Linked DNA regions of Mus musculus: region 1 is linked to region 2. A link is a contact called in public HiChIP or PLAC-seq data. All regions are on one chromosome and are shown on one strand. The core of a region is the stretch at or near the end of the contact, and the rest is flanking DNA. Distances in the headings are between cores, read along the strand shown. Region 1 holds the start of Edn1 (endothelin 1). Region 2 has its middle 61 kb from the start of Gm40925.

Region 1 (2,700 bases), core at 176-2,675, 560 kb after region 2:
AGAGGTCACTAGGCCTAAGCATGTCTCTGTCCACAGCGTGGGTATTGCTATCAAGTCTGCCTTTTGATTGTAGAGGTGAAGAAATAAATGGTTGCATGGACTGGATTGAGTCTATTTTGGCCTCTACTCCCAGGGAAAACTGAAGTCAAACAAGACGGGATGAAGAAGGGACCTTTGTGGTAGCATCCTAGGGAAACCACTCTGCGTGGATCCTGTGTGTTGTTTCCAGCTTATGGGCATTCCGGGAGCTTGTTGAAAAAAGCCAACGTGTTTTCTGTGTGTTTTGCTTTATTCATGAAGACATGTTGTCACTTGTGCCTTAATAACCCATGGACACCTGGGGGAGGGAGTCTTTCATGGTAAAATAGACAGGAAACTGTTTGGAAAATGTAAACACGTTATTAAAGGGTGAGGTATGATCTGATGCACATATTCAGCATCGGCAGTCCTTCCCTCCCCACACCCCCCTTGTAGCTTTCTAATCAAGCACAGACCGCAGGTTTGCCCGAGTAAAGAAGCAAAGTGATGTGGAGGAGACTCTGGAAAGTCGGGGAAGGGAATAATGGAATGCCCTGAAGCCACCTCTCTTTAGTATGTGAGGCGCCCCTTCTCTGCCTGGCCACAGCTTGTTACTAATCATTTAGAAGCCGAGGCTTTAGTTGTTTTATCTTATTAAAGCATAAGCCCCTGCAGCTCTCCATCTCCCCCTGGCGGTCGTCTCTGCCATTTCTCAAGATCCTTCGCGATAGCAGCAATTCCCAGGGAGAGGCTGGGCACAAGAAATATTGGAGGGCGAGTGTGTGTGTGTGTGTGTGTGTGTGTGTGTGTGTGTGTGTGTGTACGTGTACTTCTGATCGGCGATACTAGGGAGATAAGGATGTACCTGACAAAACCACATTGTTGTTGTTATCATTATTATTTAGTTTTCCTTCCTTGCTAACTCCTGACGGAATCTTTCTCACCTCAAATGCGAAGTACTTTAGTTTAGAAAAGACTTGGTGGAAGGGGTGGTGGTGGAAAAGTAGGGTGATCTTCCAAACTAATCTGGTTCCCCGCCCGCCCCAGTAGCTGGGATTCAAGAGCGAAGAGTGGGGATCGTCCCCTTGTTTGATCAGAAAGACATAAAAGGAAAATCAAGTGAACAATGATCAGCCCCACCTCCACCCCACCCCCCTGCGCGCGCACAATACAATCTATTTAATTGTACTTCATACTTTTCATTCCAATGGGGTGACTTTGCTTCTGGAGAAACTCTTGATTCTTGAACTCTGGGGCTGGCAGCTAGCAAAAGGGGAAGCGGGCTGCTGCTCTCTGCAGGTTCTGCAGCGGTCTCTGTCTAGTGGGTGTTTTCTTTTTCTTAGCCCTGCCCCTGGATTGTCAGACGGCGGGCGTCTGCCTCTGAAGTTAGCCGTGATTTCCTCTAGAGCCGGGTCTTATCTCTGGCTGCACGTTGCCTGTGGGTGACTAATCACACAATAACATTGTTTAGGGCTGGAATAAAGTCAGAGCTGTTTACCCCCACTCTATAGGGGTTCAATATAAAAAGGCGGCGGAGAACTGTCCGAGTCAGAAGCGTTCCTGCACCGGCGCTGAGAGCCTGACCCGGTCTGCTCCGCTGTCCTTGCGCGCTGCCTCCCGGCTGCCCGCGACGCTTTCGCCCCAGTGGAAGGGCCACTTGCTGAGGACCGCGCTGAGATCTAAAAAAAAAACAAAAAACAAAAAACAAAAAAACCCAGAGGCGATCAGAGCGACCAGACACCGTCCTCTTCGTTTTGCATTGAGTTCCATTTGCAACCGAGTTTTCTTTTTTTCCTTTTTCCCCACTCTTCTGACCCCTTTGCAGAATGGATTATTTTCCCGTGATCTTCTCTCTGCTGTTCGTGACTTTCCAAGGAGCTCCAGAAACAGGTAGGCGCCACTTGCGAATCTTTCTACTTCAGCGCAGCGCAGTTATCGCTTCTGTTTTCCACTTTTCTTTCTTTCTTTTCTTTCATTCTTTCCTTTTTATTTATTTTTTTAATTACTGAAGCTCCAGCAGCAAGTGCCTTACAATTAATTAACTTCTGTGTGAAGCGAAAGAAATAAAACCCCTGTTTGAATACAACTGACTACAACCGAGTATCGCATAGCTTCAAAATAACGTTGTAGCAGTACAGCTGAAGCAAAAATCTATTTTGAAATAAGTGTGTTTAGGGTTGCACGGTTCATTTAGGGGCTTATTCAAACGTTGTCTTGATAGTGCGCTAATGTGTAAAATATTGAAACACTCCAACTTAAAGCCAAGGAATTTTATTCGGGTCATGCAGGCACACCGTGAGCAGGGAAATCACCTGCCGATCAACCATGCGCTGAATAACCCCGCAGGCGGTTTCAGGGCGAAGCACATGCTTTCTTTAAAATTTGTCACTATTGACTTAAGGTTTCATTTGGCAGGTTTTTGGCATCTTCAAACACTGTGAGCTCTATTGCAGTTGTATTCACCTGTCCTGGGAGGGGAGCCGGGATCATTCCTGCCTGATTAAGGAATTAGACAGTACGGGCCACAGCTGGTTCTTTTCTCCTCCCATCCTGTTTTTTGAGGGTCAGTGCCCTCTTTTTGTCTTTTCATGACCCTAAGCAAAGAGAAAGGATGTCAAAAGGGTGAAAGCCCTGGAATGTGTCTGATCGTTTGGAATGAACAAAATCGAGCAGATAAACTGC
Region 2 (2,755 bases), core at 215-2,714:
CTGCCTGGGATTCTCTAGATGGAAGAGAGAGCTCATTTAAAGAGAAGTTGAGTTTTCCCACCATGCCAGAAGCAAATTTCTCTGAAGCCAGCCAGGGTCCTAGGCAATTTTATATTTACTACTGCCCATATTTATTATTGGAGGACTTGGTACAGAGAAGGGGGAGTGGGGACAGACGTAGACATGAAAGTATCAAAACATCTCCTTTCTTCTGTTTAATGCATCTTCTCAATATTCCAGGGGAGAGGGAAGAACTAGAATCCCTTCTTCCCGGGCATCGCTTTTATAGGGAGATTAATTTGTTATGTGATGAGTGGGCTCCATCTCCTGCTTTGCTGCCTCCCTCTTTCTGCCCCACTTGGTGCATTTGCTTCTTGCTGAGTGCACAGAGGAAGGAGCCGGGGGTAGCAGAGACTTCAAACCTTCTTGGTTACTTCATGGAACGGTGATCAAGGAAATAATATGGTTAACTTCTGATTCTTCTCTCACATAAACAGAAAAGGGAGTTGAGAAGGAAAGGGGAGCTGGTTACACTGGTCATACGGAGATGAACTGTTGCTCTCAACATGTTTTAAGAAGCAGAGAGCAAAAATGGTCCAAATGGAGCCCATGACTTGGGTCTTGCCTAGCTTTAAGCATAGGTAATTAATTCCCTGGGGGAGAAAATATTGCAGAATTGAGGTGCAATAACAAAATAAAAAAAGAAAATGATGGATTCCATCTGGTCAGAAGGAGTTGGATCCAGTGTTGAGAGCTGTGGCTATGGCCAGCTTCGAGTGCTGGGTAGGAATGGTGTCTTTTCCCTCCCTCCATTCTTTGTAGTGCTTCTCTTTGTCATTTCAGCTATTGTTGTTTTGCTCCCCCCACCCCGTGTGTGTGTGTGTGTGTGTGTGTGTGTGTGTGTGTGTGTGTGTGTGTGTGCGTGCATGTATAAAGGTTAGAGGACAAGTTTCAGCATCAGATATAGTCAAACAAAAAAATACCTATTACATTATGGATATTATAAGCAGTCCCTAGGTGATTTAACACACACAAGGGGATATATGTGGGTTCTATGCAAATGTGATCCCCTTACATATAGAGTACTCGAGCATCTATCTGTGTGCTGTAGTATCCGTGTGAATACTAAGGGATGGCCGTATTAGTAGGACAGCTTTGCTTCCATCGTGATGACAGGAAGGGAGTCCCTAGGTGGGAAAATGATCTACTCCCTTCCTATACATCTGGACGGCTATGAAATATACAAGTTGTAAAAATTAAAGACATACGACCTTCAAAGTTGGCTCATGGAAAAGATGCATTAGGAGCGAATGACAGCCCAGTGTAGAGAACAGGGAAGCTGCTTCATTTGCTGTGTCCAGTGGACAGAAATCAGGCAAAGCAGGCTGTGTACTGCAGAAGTAAGCTTGTTTTCCGGTGCTGCCATGTGGCTATTCCATTGTCCATGCCTTCATTAGCTAGGGCAGAAGCAGACTGAGATCACACATGCGCACTGCACAGCAGGGCCTGGCATTAGAAGTGATTACCTCATTCCTCTGGCCAGTGCTTTCTGTGGCTCCAAGACTTCAAAACTAAATGCAGCCTGGAACTCTCCACCTCTGGTGAGCTCAGATGCAGCAAGCACTTAGCATTCCAGGTTTCTTTGTGGAATGCTTCGTCCTCCACTCACAGGAAATCTCTTCAAGTTCAAGGTTTTAAAAGGAACAATGGAGTCTGTTCATTTCTCTTGCAAATCGAGCCTGTGCGTGTTCAGTAGATAGTGTAGTGGGAGAAACAATAGCCTGCTCCATCATCTCGGAGATCCACTTCTCTCTGCCTCTCTGGTGCATGCCTGTGCTCCAAGTCTCGATTGCTCTGAGGATGGAATTCAGCTCCTCTTGTTCTCTCGGCAAACATTTTACTGACTCCACAATCTGAGAGGATGGACGAGAGTCTTCAGAAATTTTAGAGATCTAAGCACAGTTGACAAGAGGGCCCAATGTTCAGTGGAAGACAGCCACTAAGGCAGCTTTTATTTTATTTTTCCATAATTTATTTTTTCTTGTTCACAAATTGCTGAGCACTGCCTTTTAAGAACCCCACTGTGTTTGTCAGAGCCATCAAATCCAGCTTCAGGGATAAGTGGAGAAAGGGGCATAGAGCTTTAGGCAAGTGACCATGCCCAATCTTCTCTGTTAGGCTCCTAGATTTGTATGCCGAGGTTTTATAGACATAAAAGTTTGGCAATAGATCTATTAACGTTGATTCGAATTAATGAGACCTTATAACTTCTGTTAATTTCTCATGAAAATGATGGTTCTGGTGAAGGGTTACATAATTCCAGTGTTTAGGGGCACAGATGATAATGAAAAGTAGCTAAGGGCTGGAGAGATGGCTCAGCGGTTAAGAGCACTGACTGCTCTTCTGGAGGTCCTGAGTTCAAATTCCAGCAACCACACACATGGTGGCTCACAACCATCTGTCATGAGATCTGATTCCCTCTTCTGCTGTGTCTAAAAATAACTACAGTGTACTTACATATAATAAATCTTTTTTTAAAAAATTCTTAAAAAAAAGAAAGAAAAGTAGCTAAGCAGAGTTTGAATTCTACTCCCTGATTAACTTGAAAATTATAAGACTATACATAAAGTGCTTTGTGTTTAGAGAAATTGATCAGTTTGTACATATGGTTTATGTACTGGAAAGGTGAGGCTATAACTTCTAAACTGGAATCTTAAGGTTCCAAGAGGGGAAAAAGATACTGGTGTTTGACTTA

What was found. HiChIP or PLAC-seq counts read pairs in DNA pulled down with a chosen protein or histone mark.
Region 1: an H3K27ac HiChIP or PLAC-seq map of heart atrium shows a contact between it and region 2, with 11 times the contacts expected there. The contact joins the promoter of Edn1 here to the enhancer-like site in region 2. A contact is called at or near these places in 11 of 39 promoter capture datasets (the 3T3-L1 cell line, the C10 cell line, the SN4741 cell line and 7 more), 1 of 15 datasets of contacts at CTCF or cohesin (large pre-B cells), 10 of 484 Hi-C or Micro-C datasets (CD4 T cells, CD8 T cells, ECoMG-derived neutrophils and 5 more), 17 of 115 datasets of contacts at active chromatin or transcription factors (SST interneurons, bone marrow-derived macrophages, cardiomyocytes and 10 more) and 3 of 9 other capture datasets (adipose tissue, embryonic stem cells and macrophages).

Annotation. Positions count from the first base shown.
Region 1 is chr13:42,300,051-42,302,750 of GRCm38.p6, forward strand. Edn1 (endothelin 1) reads left to right here and starts at 1,426. Exons shown (of 5, transcript NM_010104.4): 1 at 1,426-1,908. The coding sequence starts at 1,845.
Region 2 is chr13:41,736,322-41,739,076 of GRCm38.p6, forward strand. No RefSeq gene overlaps it. Among named protein-coding and RNA genes, the nearest start is that of Gm40925, 61 kb to the left of the region's middle. Within about 2 kb of position 1,465, at least 47 of the 459 cell types and tissues checked have an H3K27ac peak or open chromatin away from gene starts, as enhancers often do. A contact at or near this core is called in embryonic basal ganglia, fibro-adipogenic progenitors and heart atrium, where this site is marked.